Linked DNA regions of Mus musculus: region 1 is linked to region 2. Evidence: chromatin contacts called from public Hi-C data. All regions are on one chromosome and are shown on one strand. The core of a region is the stretch at or near the end of the contact, and the rest is flanking DNA. Distances in the headings are between cores, read along the strand shown. Region 1 overlaps Kcnq5 (potassium voltage-gated channel, subfamily Q, member 5). Region 2 overlaps Kcnq5 (potassium voltage-gated channel, subfamily Q, member 5).

Region 1 (2,700 bases), core at 39-2,538, 130 kb before region 2:
GAAAATAGGTGTCAGTCCTAAGGAGATTAGGAGTCTGCCTAGGACCACATGCTAGGCAGAGAGGGAAGGGCACAGTTCAGCAATGAATCACTTTTTCACTCAGCCAACTGGAGAAGTTTCCATATTTTCTTCTGCTGTTCTTTCCCATCCCAAGACCTACTGAAGTCTCCTGTCGCCTCATAAACACATTATTTACTTCCTTCTTTGTTACACCAGACAGGCTTAATAAACTGAAGTCATAGAGTCCACATTAACATAAAATCAGAAACTTTATTTTGCCTATTAATCATGAAACCAAGACCAATACTTTGAAAGGTACCCCTCTCCCTTACATATTGGACAACCTTCAAATATTTATAACTAAGCTAAAATTCCATTAGGAAAATAGAAAATTGACTGAGTTTAATTTGAAACCCTTAGCTAGATTTGGAGACTAGGATAAAGCCACTATGAGCCATGGATGAATACTTTGAGAAAAGTCTTCTCCATGCTGTATTAGCCCTGTACCTCCCTGTGAAACTCAGTAACTGGCATGAGTGACAGCAGGGACTACCAACAGCTGATTTCAACAGAAAACTTCCGTTATGCCCTGGAAGCTTCTTATTTTAGAAGGAAATTGGAGAAGTTAATTAATGAGTGAATGAGATCTGATTTCTTCCTTTATGATTTTTAGTTTTTGTCTTACAGAATTTAGAGGAAGGTGCATAAGGCCAAAAATATGCCTAGGATCAGCCATTTCTCCTATTGTACAATTTATTAAATGGAGCAAAATTTTAACGTTACTCCTGTCAGAAATGACAGAATAGGATGCCTGCAGTTATGAAGTTTTCCATTAGACTCCCTTCATGCAAAGGAAATGAACTGCTATAGATATAATGGCACCGCTCTTAGGATTTTATGCACTACCCCTCAATTTCATAACCTTCTCTGGGACAGATACATTCATTGCCCCATAAAGATTTTAGTGAATAATGACTTCAACTTTTTTGTTTTTAACATATTTATTTACTGTGTTCTCTCTCTCTCTCTCTCTCTCTCTCTCTCTCTCTCTCTCTCTCTCTCTCTCTCTGTGTGTGTGTGTGTGTGTGTGTGTGTGTGTGTGTGTGTGTGTGTGTGTGTGTGCACGTGCATGCATACTCGAGTGATGGAGGTCAGAAAACAACTTACAAAAGTCAGTTATTTCCATCTTTCTGGTCCCAGGAAAGAAACTTAGGTCATCAGGCTCAGCAGAAGTGCCAGCCCCAGCCTTCAACTGTTTTCAAGTATTTCATAATCCATCCCATATCCTTCCTGTGAAATTACTTACTGTAGTGAGCAATCATGCCAATTGGATACTAAACCTCTATGTGGGATAGAAGGGGGGGTTAGGAAATGCAAAATCAGGACTGTGTGACAGTTTTTCAATCTTTGAGAGCAAGTTCTATCTGCTGAACATGTAGAACAGAAAGATGTTTATGATCTGAGCTGATGAGAAAAAAACAGATTCAAAGGAGGGCAAAGGTTTAAAATTGGAAGTACAGCCAACTCTAAGCAGAACAGTGGATAAGGAGAAAGAGACTGTAATTATAGCTCCTAAATTGCTGTTCTTGATGACTAGTTAGATGGGCAAGGTAAAACTATAAACAGTGATTTCTAGGAACCCAGACCAAGTTGTGAATCTCTGTGTTATTAATGTTGAATTCTTGTTTGAGAACCATCAGAACCTATTCTGATAATCAATAAATTTTTCCCAGAAGTCATTAGCATTTACCTTCAAGATTGAGTCGTGATATCTGTAGAAAAAAAAAACTGGCTTCTATAATCACACATAAATATGGGTGCAATATTTTCAAAAATGATGAAAGGTACTAAAGTAGCCAAAAATAAGTTGAAGTACCAAGATCAACCCACGCTGTAAACTTGAGCAGCACCTGCTCTGTATTCCTTCTCCAGTACAGCAGGCCACAGGAATGAGAATAAACAATGTGGTCTCGCTGACATGTTTCCCTCTGGCTACTCACCCAGTTGGTATGTGATGATGACATACCTGACAGCAGGCTTTGAGGTGGGAGCTGAAAATAGCCACCTGGAGTTTCCAACTGCTCTTTGCTTTCAGTAAGAAGGATCATTGTTTATGTTTACTTTTCTCACCCTTGTTTTGAAAGACTTATTTTAAACCATATTTTAACTATCCTTGATAGTTGTTAAACTTTTTGTGCCAAAATGAAAGATACAAGTTTTTTAAAGATTTATAATTTTTGGTGATGGTGGTGGTGGTGGTGGTGGTGGTGGTGTGTGTGTGTGTGTCTGTGTGTCCAATGTCAGGGGAAGAGGCCACATGTGTCAGAATTTTTGTAACTAGAGTTACATATTTGGGAACCACCATGTAGGTGCTAGGAACTGAACCTGGATGCTCTGCAAGAATAGCAAATGCTCTTAACTGCTGAGCCATCTCTCCTGCACCAAAATCAATTTCAGGTTTGAAAGTGACCAAGTTGATTGCTTTTTAGACTACAGAGATATTTTTTTAAAACAACAGCTTGAAAAGTATCTTTTTTTTCATCCTTCTCATTCTTTGTACCCTGGGAAGGTGTGTATAGAATTTAGGCTGGATATAAGCATTGGTCATTTGTATATAGTAAATTTTAGCACTAACACCTATGTAGCATGTAAAGTTGAACCATGAGAAACTGCTGAAATGCAATTGGTTCAGGCTGTCAG
Region 2 (2,764 bases), core at 219-2,718:
ATGCCTCTCTTCCTGTTTTAGTTGGATGCCTATATCATGCCTCCCTTACTGTCATAATTATCTCAGGACAAGAACTATATTCCTATCCTTTTTGTTCCACTGCAAATCATAAAATGTATATTGAATGCTTAAGGCTTTAAGAAAATAATAAACAGTCTTATTAAATAAATCATTGATTGGGGCATTAACTTATAAACCCCCAGCGCTATCTCTTCCATATCAGGGAAGATAATCTTCTTACCCCAACAACTTGCCTTTGAATACACATGGACAAACTGGAGACTGTATTAAAAGGGAGGACAAAATATGCAGGTTATTCCTTCCCTTAAACAAAGAGAAGTGCTGTTATGCGTCATGGAAAGTTAAAGTGCAGGAAGAGAATGTGCCAGCAAGACTTCTTGCATCATGATTTAGTGGAGATACTGTTTTGTCTCCCATTCCTAGGTCCTAACTTCCTTCTCAAGTACTTAAGCTGGATGTTCTGTTGACTTTGTTTCCAGATCACACTGACAACCATTGGCTATGGAGACAAAACACCCCTAACGTGGCTGGGAAGACTGCTCTCTGCAGGCTTCGCACTCCTTGGCATTTCTTTCTTTGCACTTCCTGCTGTGAGTATCGTCTTAACAAAGCTGCTTCAACTAGGTTCTCACACATTAGTGTTCTGAGGAACGAATCTATTGCATTGACCTACACTACTATTCTAATAAATGTTGCTTTCTTTCTAAGTGCATCCAGGTAGATGATGTATAAAATAGTATCCTGAATCTCCAATACTGGCTAGATCTGTATAAACAAATAATTTAGATTGTTTTCATCAACATGCCAGTGATCCATCTTAAATGTTTATAAAGATTTAAAGATAGCTTCATTTAAACTAATTACTGCAATTTGGTTTATAATGTACACAAATGGAAAGATAGATGTTCACAGGAGTTCTTTCTTCTCCCCAAACACTTGAATGAGAAGCATAAGTGTTGTAAATGTGTCAGATGATTTATACCAGTGTCACAGCCATTGATTCTTTTTTTTCTTTATGAGCAGTTTCTGCATTTTGTCAGAATGAAGAACACATTTATCTCCCTCTGGACTCCTGATTAGTTTCTCTTCAAAGGGCGAGGCTTGACTTTCTGGTCATTTTAGCCTCTTGTTTCTTTAAAGGCAGTAGGACATGATGTTACCGTTTGCCTCTTCCCTCCGGACATCATTTTTTTTTTTTTTTGGGCCTCTCCATCTGAGGTGGAGCTGGGCATCAGGGAGCTGACAGTAAGAACTGAGGGTCAGCCACAACAGGTGTGCGGAAGAAAAATAGTCTCCTCGTTTTCCAGGCAGCAGGCATGCCATGTGCCACCTCTGCCAAACTGAAACCTGAGAGCACATGCCAGAGAAAGCTGAGTACACTGAGGTCAGATGGGGGTATTCAGTACCACAGACATTAGATCACAGTTCTTGTCCTTTGACAGTAAATGACCTCAGAGGACACTCCTGCCCTTCCCACACTCAGGTCCCAACTTTCCACTGGCCAGCTGGTTCAGGCCCACCCCACTCAAAACCGTGGCAGGAGACTGCACAGACTATGTACGTACTAGGATATTATGCCTCAATTTGACTTACATTTCTTCCTAACTGTGTAACGATATTAGTGTGCTAGGACCACTTTGACCAGGTATCACAGACTTGGGGGACTCAACAATAGAAATTAGTCTCATGGCTATCAGAGCCTAGAAATTGAGACCCAGGAATTACCAGAGCACGTTCCCTCTAAGAGCTCTAAGAGGGAGCACGCTGTCTGAGCCTCCATTCTTGAGATGCTGAGGGAGGGCCATCCCTTTATATGTCCTGACAATATTTATATCCAGATTCATTTATCTTATAAGGACAGCATTTGTATGATTAGGTCCCCTTCTGATGACCTCATCCTAACTTGATTACCTCTGGTGAGGACCCTCCCTGTATTCAAATAACTCACATTCTGAACTACAAGGAGCATATGAATTTGTGGAGACACAATTCAGATCAGTGATTTTTTTTTTTAGTATATTTCTTCATTAAAATAGTGAAAGAAGTCTTATGATAAGGACTGGTTGAGTCCAGGTAAGTACTAGAGTGAACAATGTGATAATATAAATCAAGTGATTACTGTGAGGAAAACTACAAAAAAACTCTCCCTAATTTATAAGAATATAAAAATATATGTTTCCAGACCCAAATGGTAATATAAGGCAGACAGGGAAGAATCTCCCATATCAAAAGTAAATTCCTTTTGTTTGTTTGTTTGTTTGTTTGTTTGTTTGTTTAAGACAGGGGTTCTCTGTGTAATTCTGGCTGTCTTGACAAGGCTACAGAGCCACTACATCCAGCCCAAAGTCAGCTTTTATGGTTGTCTCAGCAACCTGGAAAAGAACAGAGAAAGACTCAATCATCAGATTCCCCACAGAAAAAGATATCTTTGGAAACAGTAAAATTCAGTCTTCAGTTTCTTCCTCCCACCCCCACCCCCAGAAAGCAGTATCACAAAATACCTGCTGTTTTAAGTTTATATTTACTCTGAGGTCACTGAGATGAATGGACTGTTAAAATATACAGTAGAGGCCAGCAGAAAAGGCACTGCACAGGAAGAGACGTTGGAAACTAGCAGTAGCAGCAAGGGCAGGAAATGAAATTCTGCAATAAGCAAGCAGAGATAATTGTTCAAATATGTGAAGACTCAGGGTCAGTTAGATAAATTGTCAGGATCCCACAGTACAAGGCAAGGATCCTGAAA

The links. Hi-C and Micro-C count contacts between places; a contact is called where the count stands out from the background.
Region 1: a contact with region 2 is called in a Hi-C map of myocytes, with 4 times the contacts expected there. The contact joins two enhancer-like sites. A contact is called at or near these places in 2 of 484 Hi-C or Micro-C datasets (cortical neurons and myocytes).

The regions. Positions count from the first base shown.
Region 1 is chr1:21,613,424-21,616,123 of GRCm38.p6, reverse strand. All of the region lies in intron 1 of Kcnq5 (potassium voltage-gated channel, subfamily Q, member 5), which reads left to right. Among named protein-coding and RNA genes, the nearest start is that of Khdc1b, 230 kb to the right of the region's middle. Within about 2 kb of position 1,288, at least 24 of the 459 cell types and tissues checked have an H3K27ac peak or open chromatin away from gene starts, as enhancers often do. A contact at or near this core is called in myocytes, where this site is marked.
Region 2 is chr1:21,485,070-21,487,833 of GRCm38.p6, reverse strand. Kcnq5 (potassium voltage-gated channel, subfamily Q, member 5) reads left to right here. Exons shown (of 14, transcript NM_023872.3): 6 at 501-611. Among named protein-coding and RNA genes, the nearest start is that of Khdc1b, 100 kb to the right of the region's middle. Within about 2 kb of position 1,468, at least 4 of the 459 cell types and tissues checked have an H3K27ac peak or open chromatin away from gene starts, as enhancers often do. A contact at or near this core is called in myocytes, where this site is marked.